Linked DNA regions of Mus musculus: regions 2 and 3 are each linked to region 1. A link is a contact called in public Hi-C and HiChIP or PLAC-seq data. All regions are on one chromosome and are shown on one strand. Each heading gives the region's core, a stretch centred on a gene start, on an enhancer-like site or on the middle of the called end of the contact. The rest is flanking DNA. Distances are from core to core; before and after follow the strand shown.

Region 1 (4,775 bases), core at 977-3,476:
AATCATGTGACTTCAAACAACAGCATGCAAATTCTATTAAAATAACATCCAAAAATTCAAATACTCAGCAAGAAACAGAAAGTAGATGTAAGAAAGATGCTTTTTCTCTGTATTCTGGAAACTAGTCAAAACTTACCAAAGAGATAATTGCATAGCATTTTAGACTCCACTATGGAAAAAAAAAAGTGAAACTTAGAAATAGATAAGCAAAAATGACCAAAGCAGGAAAACAGATTTCTAAATAAAAGCTATCAAAATGATTGGGTGTGAGTGAGGGAACAGGGTGACATTTATGATTCAGAGAGGTTAATTGAATAAGAATCTGTGGCTTCTGGTCAGCTGGGGCTGAAGAGTCAACAGGAAACCAGCAGCACTGAAACAAAATCTTTGCTTTACAATGGATGCTGGTTGGCCTGAGCTGCAAAAGTAGTTATAATTAATAAGTGACCAGCACTGCTGAGGTGAACTCTTCTGGGAAGCGGTGGTTCAGGGAGGCCAAGGCTGTACCTTAAGTGGTAGCTAAACTTAGTAATGTGTTAGGAGTTTTCCACATGGCTCTGGTTTTCAAGGAGTAAAGGGACCACGGAGAGCAGCTGAGGGTTGACACCGTATGACAGGACTGGAGACCAGCATAGAGGTCAGAAAGCCACCGATGACAGAGCAGCCCCCCATCGTAGTGCAGGCCTCAGGACTGAAGAGGCAATGAATACAAACCGAGGCTTGGAATGATTAGGCAAGGGTTTCTAAGGAAAGCCCAGGAGATGTTATTGGAGAAATGCAGTGGATACACAAGGATTGCAAGTGTCACGGAAAGAAACTGAGGACTGGTACAATGAAAGGACAGAAGAGGCCACTGGTTAAAGATCCCAGGATACTGCAGATGTTAGGACCACGGATGACCATCAAGGACAGCAACAGGGGTGGTTTAGAGTCACGGTGACACACTGAGCAAGAAGTAGAATCCCTGGACTCATCTTACTTTATCCCACCTTTAAACTTAGATGCCATCTGGCCCACTCTGCGGGGCAGCTCAGCAATCTTCACGTTTTTTCCACTTTCTCCTTTTTAAAGTAATTATCCTGAATTAACCAACCTACCTTAAATTTACTTACAAGCCTGAGTTGATCAGAACTGATTTTACAGAACAACCTTGAAGACCTATCTGTTCTTTGTAGAAAGTCATTGCTGAAGCAGTCATAAATGGAGAACTACTAAACCAGAGGGTGGGGGTTGGGGGCATCAGTGGCCTGCAACGGATCGTTTCTATACTCATCCTGACTCCCATTTGTCTGTATGGAGTTAACAAAAGTGACGAATAAATGAGGCTATCTGCTCAGATCTTGAGACGCTCGAAAAGCAAAGACTAAAACTATTAATATACACCAGTTGTAGAATTAGCAGAAAACAGCAATAATAATACTTTGCTATTAAAAATTACAAATATGGCCGGTCTCACCATTAATCAAAGGTATGAAGTAAAGCTTACAAACAGGCACGATTTCTACAGTTTGATCCTTTACCTAAACCAGAGGCACTCGTACCCTCAAACATTTGACACCCTTGTAAGCCATGGCGTGACAGAGAAACTTGGTCTTTAGGGTCACCAATAGCAGCCACCGTTAGGTTAAGGTTACTCAACTGACATATTCAGTGCCAGAGACAGGGGACATGACTCGGGGTACGTCAAGAACTGGACTGGCATCGGGTGAGCTCAAGATTAGGAAAACACTATGTCGGAAACACCCCCAAACCCGGACCCTCGCTCTGCAGGGACCCTATCCCCCGCTAACTTCTCCCCGGCGCCCCGAGACCACACCGCGGGAAGCAGGGGCACAATGTCCGCTTTCCTCTGGGTGACAGTGAGGACCTGAGCACCAAACACATACTGTTCAGGAGGGGTGGGCACCACGGGTTTCACTTCCGGGTGCCTAGGGTCACGCGCGGCCCGCCCTCAGAGCCCACCCCAGACTCGCGCCCGCCCGCCCGTCCGCCCGTCGCCCTGACGTCATCCCCCGCCGCCGCCACTACCTACAATGGCCGGAGGCCTCTCTGAGGCCTGCCCGGCCCTGGGTCACTGCAGCAGGCGGAGAGTGCAGAGAGAGTAGGAGGCCAGAGGGAAGGGCAGGGAGCGCGGGGAGAGAAGCTGACGAGTCACCAGAACAGGCAGCGGCGGCCTGAGCGCGTCCACCTTGGAGCTCAACGTTGCTAGTAACCGGCCTGCGGTTTCTGTGGAAACGGACGCCCCGCCCTCATCGGCCCGCTCCGACGCAGCTAATTGGTCGGGAGCTCTAGAGCGCGAGCGCCGTTCCTGCTGTGATTGGAGGGAGTGAGGGGGCGTGGCCGGCGGGGGGTTGTCTCTGCTCTGGTTTCTCTAGTGAGATTTTTCAAAAGCTTTAGCTTTGAGAAAAGGCGTAGCTTTTGTGCGTCGCTGACCGAAAATCTCAACCGCTCTCATCCTAGCAGGGAAGGAAGGTCCGTTCCGAGTCTCTTGACACTGGATCGAAAAATGACTTCCCTGCTTTTGCCCTTTTTTGTAGCTAGGATTTGAAAAAACCCAAGACAGAAAAACCTTTCCAGTGTATGGCATTATCCCCCACAGGAGTTTTTCTTCTTTAAAAACATAGTCAGCAGGTTCTCCAAAATGTCGTTCAAGTCCTCCTAAGTCCTTAGATAAAGCTGCTGTGCTTTCTAAACTGCTGAACCGGCCAAATGAGATCTTGGTAGGACCTAGTAGTGGTTTTTTGTTTGTTTATTTTGTTTTGTTTTGTTTTCCTTATGAGATTTTGGGAGTTTTGTCATTGTTCTTGGAATGTTTTCATGCACCTCCCAGGTGTAGTAGATAGGAGTGAGTTTACGTCCGAGTTTTTGTACAACTGGCTATTATCCATTTATTTGCCTCTATGGGAAACAAACAAACAAACATGTTTTTGCCGCGTGCACCTTGTCCTTCTTATATACTCAAGTGACCTTTCTTAGCACTCAGGGTATACACTGTCTGATGCTCTGAATAAAGTTGGCTATTGCATGCGGCGTTAGTCTGCCTCGTTCCTCCGCTCCACTCCCTCAGGTTCCACCACAGGAAGAGATATAAAAATGAACAGCATATCGAAGCAGCGCATACTTCTAGTAGATAGAGTAAAATGGTAGCTATGGGAAATGTCAGCTAGGAGCTGAACTGTCGGCCCTTCAGTATGGCTAGTACAAGCTCTTCAGAGCCAGATGCTGTGCTTCTTAGGGAGTTTCCATAGGGAGCTGTTCGCCTAGGTGAGGAAAATGAAAATACATGTTTATGAAATATTCTATAAGAAAGTCATAAATAGCAAGTTTGTTTATAATAGCTAAAAATGGCAAGTAGATTGAATGTTTACCAGCAGGAAAATTGATTACATATTCAATACAATGGAATGATATTCCACAGTCAAAAACAACAAGCCACTTCAATATGCACCTTCTGCATAAGTAGCTTGAAGCTCTTCTCTCTGTTGCCTGGGACATTCAATATGGACATGCTGGGTACATGAGCAGCCATGGATAGACTGGTAATAGACGTCTTAATTCAGCCTTGTATAAGAAAGTAGCGTAGGCTGAGTTGTTTAAAGAACAGAAACATATTTATCACATTTCTAGAATCTCAGAAGACCCAACTCAAGAATCAACCAATCTGGCTGCTAGTGAGTTGTCTGTTCCTAATGCTTACAGATGGTTGGAAGCCTCCTTGCTGTATTCTCACTTGAGCAAGAAGCAAGATCTCACCTACCTCCTGTAAGGACACAGATCTCATCATGAGGACTCTACTCCTGTAACCCAATCAGCCTGCCAAGGCCTCCACTCCAAGTGCCTACACACTGAGGGTTAGTGGGAGGAAGGGACACACTCATTCCACAGCAGGGAGCTGCATGCTACTCCTCCCTGGAGAGTGATCGTTCTCTGAAGGCAATTCTCCAAGTACTGACTTAATTGTGGAAAATAAAGATTTTTATTATCTTCCCACTATCACTTCTCAGCATATTTAATCATATATGTAAGCTGCTTTTACCTGATTATGGCTGTCAAAGAATGGTAGGTAAATGCCAAAAGAGGTTTTTGTAACTGAAAGCAGAAAAGGTGGGAGTTTAAAAATAAAAACATGTAATTTTAGATACTGGAACTTCAATATATTGACTTTCTCCTCAGCCTAGTAAGTAATTTACAATGCAAGAGTCATTGCTACGATGTTATAACAATGCAAGAAGAGATAAATCACGAATGTCACATGGTTTATGACATAAAAACTCATTCTTTTATCCTTGAATGAAAAAGGATAAAATGATCCTTGAAGTCCTCTCCCCAATTTAGCAGTTGTCCAAAACTATCACTTTACAAAGAAACTAACATTTTGATATTTTAAATGTTTGATTTTGACCTAGATGTGTCTGTCACTGCCTTTTTCTAATTATTGTATTTAATAAACAACTATAGTGTTACATGAAAGAATTAATTAGATTTCCTATCTATGTAACTATAAGAATTCCTATTCAAATCAGTCCCATTGCTTTCTTTTTTAAATCCCCCCTTTTTTTTTTGTGCATGTATCTGTGCATGTGGACAGGTAGAGGCCATGATGGTGGAGGCAGGACAGCTTTCAGGAGTGGGCTATCGCCCTGGGCTCTGCTGAGGCAGGGCCTCTCTCTCCATGTTCACTGCCCATAATGCACCTCAACCCCCAATTGACACTCTCTTGCAGCAGGTGGTTTCTTGCACTCCCTTGCCATCTCCCTGGCCCAATCCAGCTATAG
Region 2 (4,775 bases), core at 743-3,242, 120 kb after region 1:
CATTAAAAATTATCTGTTCAAATACAAAAGTTTTATCACTGCTCGGTCTTTGGATGGTAATTTGAATGCTTGCAAGTGTTGCTTGTATCAGAAGATGGGAGTAGATTTGAATTTGTCCTAAGGAACTCAGTCAGCTAAAAATAAGACTCAATTGCAGTTAATCTACTAACTAGTAAACTATCAGAAATGCCTACCAAACTATTTAAATACAAGAGTTCTGGTTTCTTATTTAGGACCTTGGACTAACATCAGCAAGAATGTGTCTTCTTTTCTTCTCATTCTCATTCATCGGAATGAGGATGAGACAGGTATGGAAGGGAGAAATTACACATTGGAGGTCCCATTGGGTTTAGAAATGCATACTATGTGCCTGAATGCACATAGTCAGTGATGCTTAAAGCCACAGTGGAAAGAAATGAGAAGAGGTAGGTAGATTCAGGGCGAGTGATAAAGAAATTATAATATATTTCATAATCTTTTTTTACAAATATTCTATTAGCAAGAGGAAGAGAATGAGCCTGGTGTGGGCTTTTGAAACCTCATCTCTCACCCCTAGTGAAATACCTTTTCCAAAGGCCTTGCCTAATCTTCCCAAAACAGTTCTACCAGCAAAGGACCAAGCGCTTAAATATGGGAGCCTATGGGAGCCACTTGTATTCAAACCACCACAACAGCTTACAAATATGAGCTTAATTAACGATACTCAGGTAAACCCATGGATGATGCCCAACTGCTAATAAAATAAGCCATTATTTCTACAGACATCCAGGAGGTATTTCTTTACTTTCAGACCTTCCTTATAAGAAAACAGACTTTTAGGGCAAGCAAAGTCACAAGTAACAGCGAAAAGCAGATAAAAGAGACTTATTCAGTGTCCGGCACACTGGGAAGCAAAAGAAGTCTAGGGATCGTCCTCCCCATTTCCATATTCAAAGCACTAATGTGGGGTTTCATTTAAATAGGAGGTGGAGTCTGGGTCAAGATGTGGCCCTGTCCATCAGTGATCCAGGATTGTCAGTCATGCAAAGTGCTCTATGAGCTGTCAAACCTGGGTTCCAAGAGACAAGTCCTTCCTCTAGCAAGAACCAAGACTGGGAAGTCTTTCCCTTTTTCCAAAAACAGACTCTGAAAATTCCAATTCTTTAGGGATTGTCTTTTGTTTTGTTTTGTTTTGTTTGAATTAGGATAGAATTTTATTTTTATTAGATATTTTCTTTATTTACATTTCAAATGTTATCCCCTTTCCTGGTTTACCCCTGGAAGCCTCCATCCCATCCCCCTCCTCCTGCTTCCATGAGGGTGTTCAAGCACCCACCCACCCACTCCCACCTGCTTGCCCTGGCATTCGCCTACACTGGGGCATCAAGTCTTCACAGGACCAAGGGCCTCTCCTCTCATTGATGTCCAACAAGGCCATCCTCTGCTATATATATGGATGAAGCCATGGGTCACTCCACTTAGTTAGGATTACGACTGCTGTGGCGAAAACCATGATCAAAATGCAAGTTGGGGAGAAAAGGGCTTATTTGGATATCACTGCTTGTCATTGAAGGAAGTCAGGGCAGGAACTCAAACAGGGCAGCAACCTGGAGTCAGGCGCTGATGCAGAGGCCATGGGGGGGTGTGTGGGGGTGCTGCTTGCTGGCTTCTGTCTCATAACTTGCTCAGCCTGCTAAAGAACTCAAGACTACCAGCCCCAAGAATGACACTACCCACAATCACCAAGAACATGCCCTACAGGCTTGTCTGCCGCTGAATTTTGTGGAGGCATTTTTTTTTTTCGATTAAGGCTCTGTCTTCTTCAATAACCACAGCTTATATCAAGTTGATATAAGACCAAACAACACAGGGATCAGTTTCAAGTCTGAAGGCAGCCAAAAGAGCTCGGATGTCTCTTTAAATATTTTCATTCATGCCAGGATGGTTACACAGAATAGTAGTATCATCCCGTAAGGTAATTGCAGGTGTTTTTGCCAACCCAGTGAACAGAATATCAGGAAGCAATTCTCTTGATCAAAGTGCAAATACACAGTGAGCCACATGGCCGGTGGGAAGGCTACCTTAAGTCCCATGAACAAAGGAGTCTGGGGTTCTAGTCCAGTACTGTAGAATGTTCTGTAGAACATGGCTGCAGTAAGTTTTATCTGAGAAATGTCTAAAAGATCATTGCACCCATTGCAAAAAATAAAAATAAAAAATAAAATAAAAATAAATCCTATGTAATAATGCAGATCCATTTTGCCACAAGCTGCCCAGTGATTCAGAGCTCTTAAGAATGGTTTGCTTTGCTGGGTTCTACTTTCTATCCTGTGTCTGCTGACTCCATCCCCCGTCTCCCAGAAGTCAGCTGTCTATGAAGATCCTCACTATTCCAGTGTGCATTCCACTGAGCTCACCCAAATGGAAAAGCAAACTTCCAGTAAGTGACATTTATAAGGGACACAGCATTTTCCCAAATGACATGATTTTCAAATAAAAGCCTTTGTCCCACCTGGGTTTTGCCCTCTAGATTTGTGGCTTTAACTCATGTCCCCTCTGCCCCCACTCTCTGCCCTCTTCACCGGCCTCAGCTTGCATTAAAAGAGACTGTGCTTCCTCTCAAGGACTACGTCCCAGGGGAAGAGGCACAGGACATTCGTCAAGCTTCTTCATGAGGCTTTTGATCTGGGTGTTACACAAAAAAGATTGTGTGGGCGTGTGTGTGTGTGTCCCATGATCGTGGTGCTCACCCAAATAAGGGTGAGCATTGATGGTGCTAATAAACCCAAAGATACCCAAAAAGTCACTAAATCCTTTGAGTATCACTACAACGCCAGATGTCCCAACACCATTGGCAATCCTTTGCCTGCTCTTCCTTCATTCTTTCCTCCTTCCATCCTTTCACCTTCCCAAAACCTTGCTAGGATGAGGACAGACTTGGCTGGGGATCCGGCATGGGCACTGTGGTCCCTACTTCCCCTAACCTCCACCAGAGACAGTTCTCCAGAAATTCACTCTCCCTGAAATTAGTGGAGCAGAGGGAAGCATCCACCAACTCTGTCACCCATAGGATCCAAATGCCCCCTGATGTCAAATGCTGATCCCACAAAACAAACCCCTGTTGGGGACAGTCTGGGACCTAGTCTTGATGAGCCCAGAGGTTAAAGAGTAAGATGCAAACAGCAGTACAGCAAGGCATGATGGGAAATAAACCAAATGCTGTCCAGAGACAAAGCCCCTAAGCCCATGTTTGAGACACAGAGGATGCTGGTCAAGTGGGAACATCTCAGTACACATTGTCAACATTACTTCTATTCTACCTTATAAAAGTCTGCTTACACCCTCCATGCCCTCCAAATTCTCCTTGTCCGTTTACTGTTAACAATATTGTCCTGAGAGTGGAGAGAATTCCCCAGGTGCCAGGAAATTCCCTTGAGCATGAGATCCAAAACAAACAAACATAAAACCAATCTGCCCACTTGCACCTGTTGCCTGAATGGTGATTTATAGTGATAAATATCCAAAGCTGTTTATACAAGCAAGTCTTCCCTCTGAAGCTAGCAATCCAAGAGCTGGATATTCTTTCAAGGGGTTCTTCTGAGAAGGCCTTATTCCATTAAGGTAAAAAAAAAATAACCTCAGAGATGCTCCCACCAGGGGCTAGCATCCCATCTTTGAGGAGCTTAGTCCTGAGCGACAGAGAGACAACCCAAGAGGTAGGTTCTAACTCCAGCGGAGAAAGGAGTGCAGAAGAGTTAGGGATTCAAACCATAACTTCTAATTCTCCTGTACTTATATTCAGACTCATGAATGGATGCCCAGATCGTGGTGATGATGATAATGCTGAAGATGATGATGATGACAACGACGACCACGACAACAACAACAATGATGGGCATGTGACTTGTAGTACATCAGCTCTCTCTGGGGACTCAGAGGAGACCAGATGTCTGCCTATCTCCCCTGCAGAGGCCTTCACACTTATTTTACCATTTGGGATTGTCCCTTGGACTCCATGCTGTGACACAGTCTCAAGAACTGCCCTAACAGATTTCAACAATCTAAAAACAAAAAACAAAAAAACAAAAAAACAAAACAAAAAAAACCCTAATCTTTTCCTAAACTGCCATCCAGTCCTGGTACAAGCTGTGTGATGGAGACATAGAGGGTGGAAGCTTAAACAATAATACCATCCTCCTGAAAATGTAGAGACGTCCTCAATAAGAATCAAGAGAATGCTCTATCAGTGTATTATGTACAGGCTGTCTTCAAAGACTGGAGGCAGGGCTATGCAAAGAAAAACAAAACAAAACAAAACAAACAAACAAACAAACAAACAGAGAAAAGTCTGCTACCTGAGACGATCCCGTTTGTGGTCTAACCCTGCTTTTAAAGCAGAGACTGAAGGGAAGCTGGGCTGAGGTGATGTTCTTCTGCACCCTGAGAGCTCTGCTCATCTTTGTATTCCCCCAGCCATCCCGGGTTGCCAGGGGGAAAGATGTCAGCCCTACCAGCCACAGAGAGGGTGGCACTCTCTACCATTCTTCTGCCTGCACTTTCCCCTTAAGGAAAACACCAAATGGGAACAGAAGTCCATGTCCTCTTCTCACTCACAGACTTTCAACAATGCAGTGGAAGCTAGAACCTTCCCTAGGATCCATCCCAATTTGCCTTTCACAGAAAGCCTGATGAACTAATTCAGTGGGTTTCTGCTGAGCTCTGGGGTCTGAGAAACGGGGTTCATGGAATGAGACCTGAATGGTTGTTCCCGTGTCAACCCCACTAGAGATGGACCT
Region 3 (4,775 bases), core at 1,214-3,713, 69 kb after region 1:
GAAAATGAATGGTATAAAGATAATTTTTATTGAATTAGTTAAAGGTGCCAGGCATTGTGTTAGATATGCTATATTTGTTTTTATTTTATATCTTTAAGTATTAAAAACAACAATGTAGTGTATATATATATATATATATATATATATATATATATATATATATATGGTCATGATGGAAATAGAGTTATTGGAAATAAAAAAAGATATATTGTGGAGATAATTATGTAATGTTATTAAGTTTGTATGCAACAAATAACATAGCTTGGAATAGATTTAAAACAAAACCTCAAATAAAGGAGAGAGGGAATCTTTGATTATAAGTTGGTTTTTATTTTTCAATACTTCTCTCCCAGTAAGTAAAATAACAAGACAACATGCCAGGCAGTGGTGGTGCACGCCTTTAGTCCTAGCACTTGGGAGGCAGAGGCAGGTGGATTTCTGAGTTTGAGGCCAGCCTGGTCTACAGAGTGAGTTCCAGGACAGCCAGGGCTACACAGAGAAACCCTGTCTCAAACAAACAAACAAACAAACAAACAAAAAACAAAAAAAAAAAACAAATAAAAAAACCCAAGACAATAAACTAATAAAACAGGGAATATTTGACTTGTATGGTTAATTACTCTGGGTTAACTGATATATATATATATATATATATATATATATATCCAGCAATTGCAGAATATATACTTTCTCAAATGGATATGGAGTATTTTACCAAAATAGACCATTTTAAAAGAGTTCAATCTTAGGATGTGGTAGCATAGAGGGAACAATGTAATCAGTAAAATGCTCACCGTGCCGACATGAGGACAGAGTCAGCATTCTTACCTAGCACCATAGTGGGTCATGCTTCTAACTCCAGCACTATATGTGTATGTTGGAGGAACAGGAGGATCATGGGAGGAACAGAAGGATCATGGGAGTTTGCTGTCCATCAAATCTAACCTAATTTGTAAGCTTCTAATTCAGAAAGAGACCCTGGCTCCAAGAACCAAGTGGTCCAAAATCAAGGAAGACACTGGGTGTCCCCCTCTGACATCCATATACACATGAACATACACAGGTCTCTCTCTCTCTCTCTCACACACACACACACACATTGATGAATAAATTAAAAAATAAATCTCTGAGCATGGTTTCCAACTACAATGAAATTAAATTACAACTCAACAAAGGATCAATTTAAAAATTCGTAAATGCCTGAAAATTAAGCAGCAGACCTCCGTTTAATTGGTAAGCTAAAAAGAATTCAAATTTTAAGCTAGGAAATATTTTGAATTAAATGATAACTAAAATAAGTGATTTCCTAACATAGATGATAGTAGGTACAAGAATAGTGTAAGTGGAACTTAATGAACTAGAAATAGTTATTCACACTATTTTACTGAATATATGAAGGATCATGACATCTCAAGGATATGGGTGGGGTGGGAGTGAGCTTGATATTACTGGTTGGCCAAGATATTTATTATAAGAAGGGAGAAGCACATTCCAGTCTCTCACCTCAGATCAAGTGCAAAGTCTCTTAATAAAATATTAGTACATTAAAGAGAATCCTACTTACATTGCAATCAAGTAGAATATATTCTAAGATGGAAGAGTGATTTAATTCTGCACACCCAATCATTGCGACTCTGTCTAGTCAGAATAAAGAGGAAGATGACGTCATAATCTTAGTTAGAGATAAAAAAAATCTGATATCTTCCAGGACTTATTCATAACCCTGTTTTCTTGGTTGGTTATGACAAGTTCTCACACTGTAGCTCAGGCTATCTTGGAACTCATTGTGTCTGGCCTTGAGCACGTGGCAGTCTTGCTTCTTCAGCCTACCAAGTGTTGGGATAAAAGGCATGAACTACTGTGTCCAACTATGCTAGACTTGAAGGATACTTCCTTAATCAGGTGTAGGTATGTGCTTCATGATGATATAGGGTTGTTGTTTCCTGAATTCTCACCCTGAGACTGGGCACAACAAAAAGAATATCCATCCTTTCTCACTAGAGGTCCTTGCTCGTGCATGAAAATGAAATGTCAAAACGACTAAACATGTCACCACTCACAAATGGCATGGTAATACACATAAATACCCACAGCAGATCCATAAATTGCTAGAAACAAGTGAACTTATCAAGGACACTGAGATCAATATATAAAATTGATTATATTATTACATAGCACAAATAAGCAATTATAAAATGAAATGATAAAAATATCCCTCGCATTTCTCTCCCACAGAGGCATCCTGGAAATAAACATTTATGAGGCTGTGAGGGGCTGTGGTAATTCGTGTAGCCACCACTGCGGTGGAGTCCCTCCCTCTGCCTGAGGAAGATCATGATCCTTAACTCTCCTCTCCAATGAGAACAAGGAGAGATTTAAACCCAAGAACCAGACTGAGCTCAGTGGATGAGCACCGACTAAGAGCAAGCATAAGAGATAAGGAATTTCTGTGTAAACTGAACTGACAGGATTATTGCAGAAGCCTGGACAGGGAGATAAGATATTGAGGCTAACCACATGCCAAGCATGGGATTTCCCCTCACCTATCCTAGCAGAGTTCAAGTTCAAACAAGATCCTACAAGGAAGGAACCCCTCATCACAAAGACTTAAGATTCAGACTAGGGTGTTGGTCAAAGGAGACAGAGATAGAGGTAGACACAGAGACAGAGACAGACACAGAGACAGAGACAGACACAGACACAGACACAGACACAGAGACAGAGACAGAGACAGAGACAGAGACAGAGACAGAGACAGACACAGAGACAGACACAGACACAGAGACAGACACAGACACAAAGACAGACACAGAGACAGAGACAGAAACAGACACAGAGACAGGCACAGAGACAGACACAGACACAGAGACAGACACACAGAGAGAGAGACAGACACAGAGACAGAGACAAAGACAGACACAGAGACAGAGACAGACACAGACACAGAGACAGACATAGAGACAGACACAGAGACAGAGACAGAGACAGAGACAGACACAGACACAGAGACAGACAGAGACAGACAAGATACAAAGACAGAGACAGACAAGACACAGAGACAGAGACAGAGACAGACACAGAGACAGAGGCAGAGACAGACACAGAGACAGAGACAGAGAGAGATATTTTACTTTACAACACAGCAGTTCCAATTTTAAAAATTTATGCAACGGACACCAATGGTTCTATCCATGACAACTTCAGTCACATTAGCTCCAGCTAGAAACAATACAAAAGTTCTGTAACAACAGATGGAAAATGTACTAGGGCATGCTTTTACAAAGAATACGGTGGAAAGAGAACATATCACTACCACCTGAAACAAGGCTGAATTTCACATGAACATGCTGTGTCACAGTAGCCAGCCACAAAACTTTATAATGTGAACTCATGCTCATGAGCAGGTCAAACCCAGGCAAAGTTAACCAATGGTCAGATAGTGATTATTGTCCGGGTGATTATGCCTCAGAAAGAGGAGTCCTAAGAGGCTGCAAATGTTCCATCTTTGGGAAAAGGTTGTCCCTTAGAATGTTAATTTTCTGCATTTGAGATCTGTGTTGTTTGACCCATAGAGCTGGCTTGGAAAGACAGATCCCAGCTGCTATGTTGTAGCTCTCTATCTGAGCCAAGGCCTCTATGAATGCAACAGGCCACTCATGGGTAGCACAGAGAGCAGAAGAGCAGCTATAGCCGCCACAGTGGCCACACTAAGTCAGGCCATTTAGCTGGGGGAAGCTTAGCAGAGCCTGCTGTGTCATGGAAGGCCAAGTCAATCTGTGAAGGCGCATACTGAGAGGGAGGCCATCTCAAAGAAGCCACCGTCACCAGCATGCAGCAAGGACCGTGCAGCAAAGTCTGGTCCACTTTGCTTCCATTCTGAGTGCAAAGGTTGAGGCAGACTGAATCTGCATCTTGTTTGTACATGTGGACACTGCCATTGGTCTAGCATGAACCACAAGGCATGGGCTAATAAATAACTTCTTTGTACAAGTAATAAAATACTACTTAAGAACACACAGAAGCAACTAAGAACACATGGGCATGTGGACATTCAAAACCATAGGAGAAAAATCAGGTCCATGACTTTATCAAGGGCAGTCAAATGAACAAGACACAACATCTCACATGGTACCCATGAAAAGAGGGACACCTCACATTGCAGTGGTGATGTAACTATTGTCCTGTCATTTGATCATCCGAGGCATGTATCCAGGGACAGAGAGGGAGGGAACTCTGCCAATGACTGGCTTTGGCATCCATGTGGTAGGTAAAATGAGGCCGGCAGCAGATGGGAGTGCTTAGAGCCTCTGACCAGGGTGGATACAAATACTCACAGGGGCTGCGGCCAAAGGCAGCCAGCAATCGGAGAAGCTGCTCAGTAGATTATTTCCTAAGGGAACAAAGCTTAATTTACTGGGGCAGGAACTCTCTGTGGCCAGCAGAAAAACTATGAACTCTTTTAAGTCCTTGGGGACAGTGAGAAAGAGAAGGAAAGAGAAAATTCACACATGTATACACACACACACACACACACACACACACACACACACACACACACTTAAATAAAACAAGAGGCAGGGTCCAATAACTTCATACACACAAATAAACATACATGTATACACACACACACACATACATGCATTCAGACAGACATATACATAGTCACACATAGAATGGTTAGAGCAAAGCTCCAGCAAGCAGGCTCCAGTATTCCACTCATACATACATACATTAGTACACACGACTGGTGGGTGGAAGGAGCAATGCTCCAGCCC

Evidence for each region. Hi-C and Micro-C count contacts between places; a contact is called where the count stands out from the background. HiChIP or PLAC-seq counts read pairs in DNA pulled down with a chosen protein or histone mark.
Region 2: an H3K4me3 HiChIP or PLAC-seq map of intestinal crypt epithelium shows a contact between it and region 1, with 6 read pairs. The contact joins the enhancer-like site here to the promoter of Odf2l in region 1. A contact is called at or near these places in 2 of 39 promoter capture datasets (both in the 3T3-L1 cell line), 1 of 15 datasets of contacts at CTCF or cohesin (the NIH/3T3 cell line), 13 of 484 Hi-C or Micro-C datasets (the AML12 cell line, the C2C12 cell line, the G1E-ER4 cell line and 7 more), 6 of 115 datasets of contacts at active chromatin or transcription factors (bone marrow-derived macrophages, embryonic fibroblasts, epiblast stem cells and 3 more) and 4 of 9 other capture datasets (adipose tissue, embryonic stem cells, liver and 1 more).
Region 3: a contact with region 1 is called in a Hi-C map of the G1E-ER4 cell line, with 2.8 times the contacts expected there. The contact joins the enhancer-like site here to the promoter of Odf2l in region 1. A contact is called at or near these places in 1 of 39 promoter capture datasets (macrophages), 5 of 484 Hi-C or Micro-C datasets (the G1E-ER4 cell line, pre-megakaryocyte-erythroid progenitors, spermatogonial stem cells and 1 more), 2 of 115 datasets of contacts at active chromatin or transcription factors (extraembryonic endoderm stem cells and trophoblast stem cells) and 2 of 9 other capture datasets (adipose tissue and pancreatic islet).

The regions. Positions count from the first base shown.
Region 1 is chr3:145,116,040-145,120,814 of GRCm38.p6, reverse strand. Odf2l (outer dense fiber of sperm tails 2-like) reads right to left here and starts at 2,226. Exons shown (of 17, transcript NM_001162538.1): 1 at 2,033-2,226. Gm40163 (a long non-coding RNA gene) reads left to right here and starts at 2,402. Exons shown (of 2, transcript XR_867692.2): 1 at 2,402-2,472; 2 at 3,700-3,993.
Region 2 is chr3:144,999,803-145,004,577 of GRCm38.p6, reverse strand. Clca1 (chloride channel accessory 1) reads left to right here. Exons shown (of 14, transcript NM_017474.2): 14 at 1-41. Among named protein-coding and RNA genes, the nearest start is that of Clca4a, 27 kb to the right of the region's middle. Within about 2 kb of position 1,992, at least 8 of the 459 cell types and tissues checked have an H3K27ac peak or open chromatin away from gene starts, as enhancers often do. A contact at or near this core is called in intestinal crypt epithelium and intestinal villus epithelium, where this site is marked.
Region 3 is chr3:145,047,684-145,052,458 of GRCm38.p6, reverse strand. No RefSeq gene overlaps it. Among named protein-coding and RNA genes, the nearest start is that of Clca1, 17 kb to the right of the region's middle. Within about 2 kb of position 2,463, at least 13 of the 459 cell types and tissues checked have an H3K27ac peak or open chromatin away from gene starts, as enhancers often do. A contact at or near this core is called in the G1E-ER4 cell line and pre-megakaryocyte-erythroid progenitors, where this site is marked.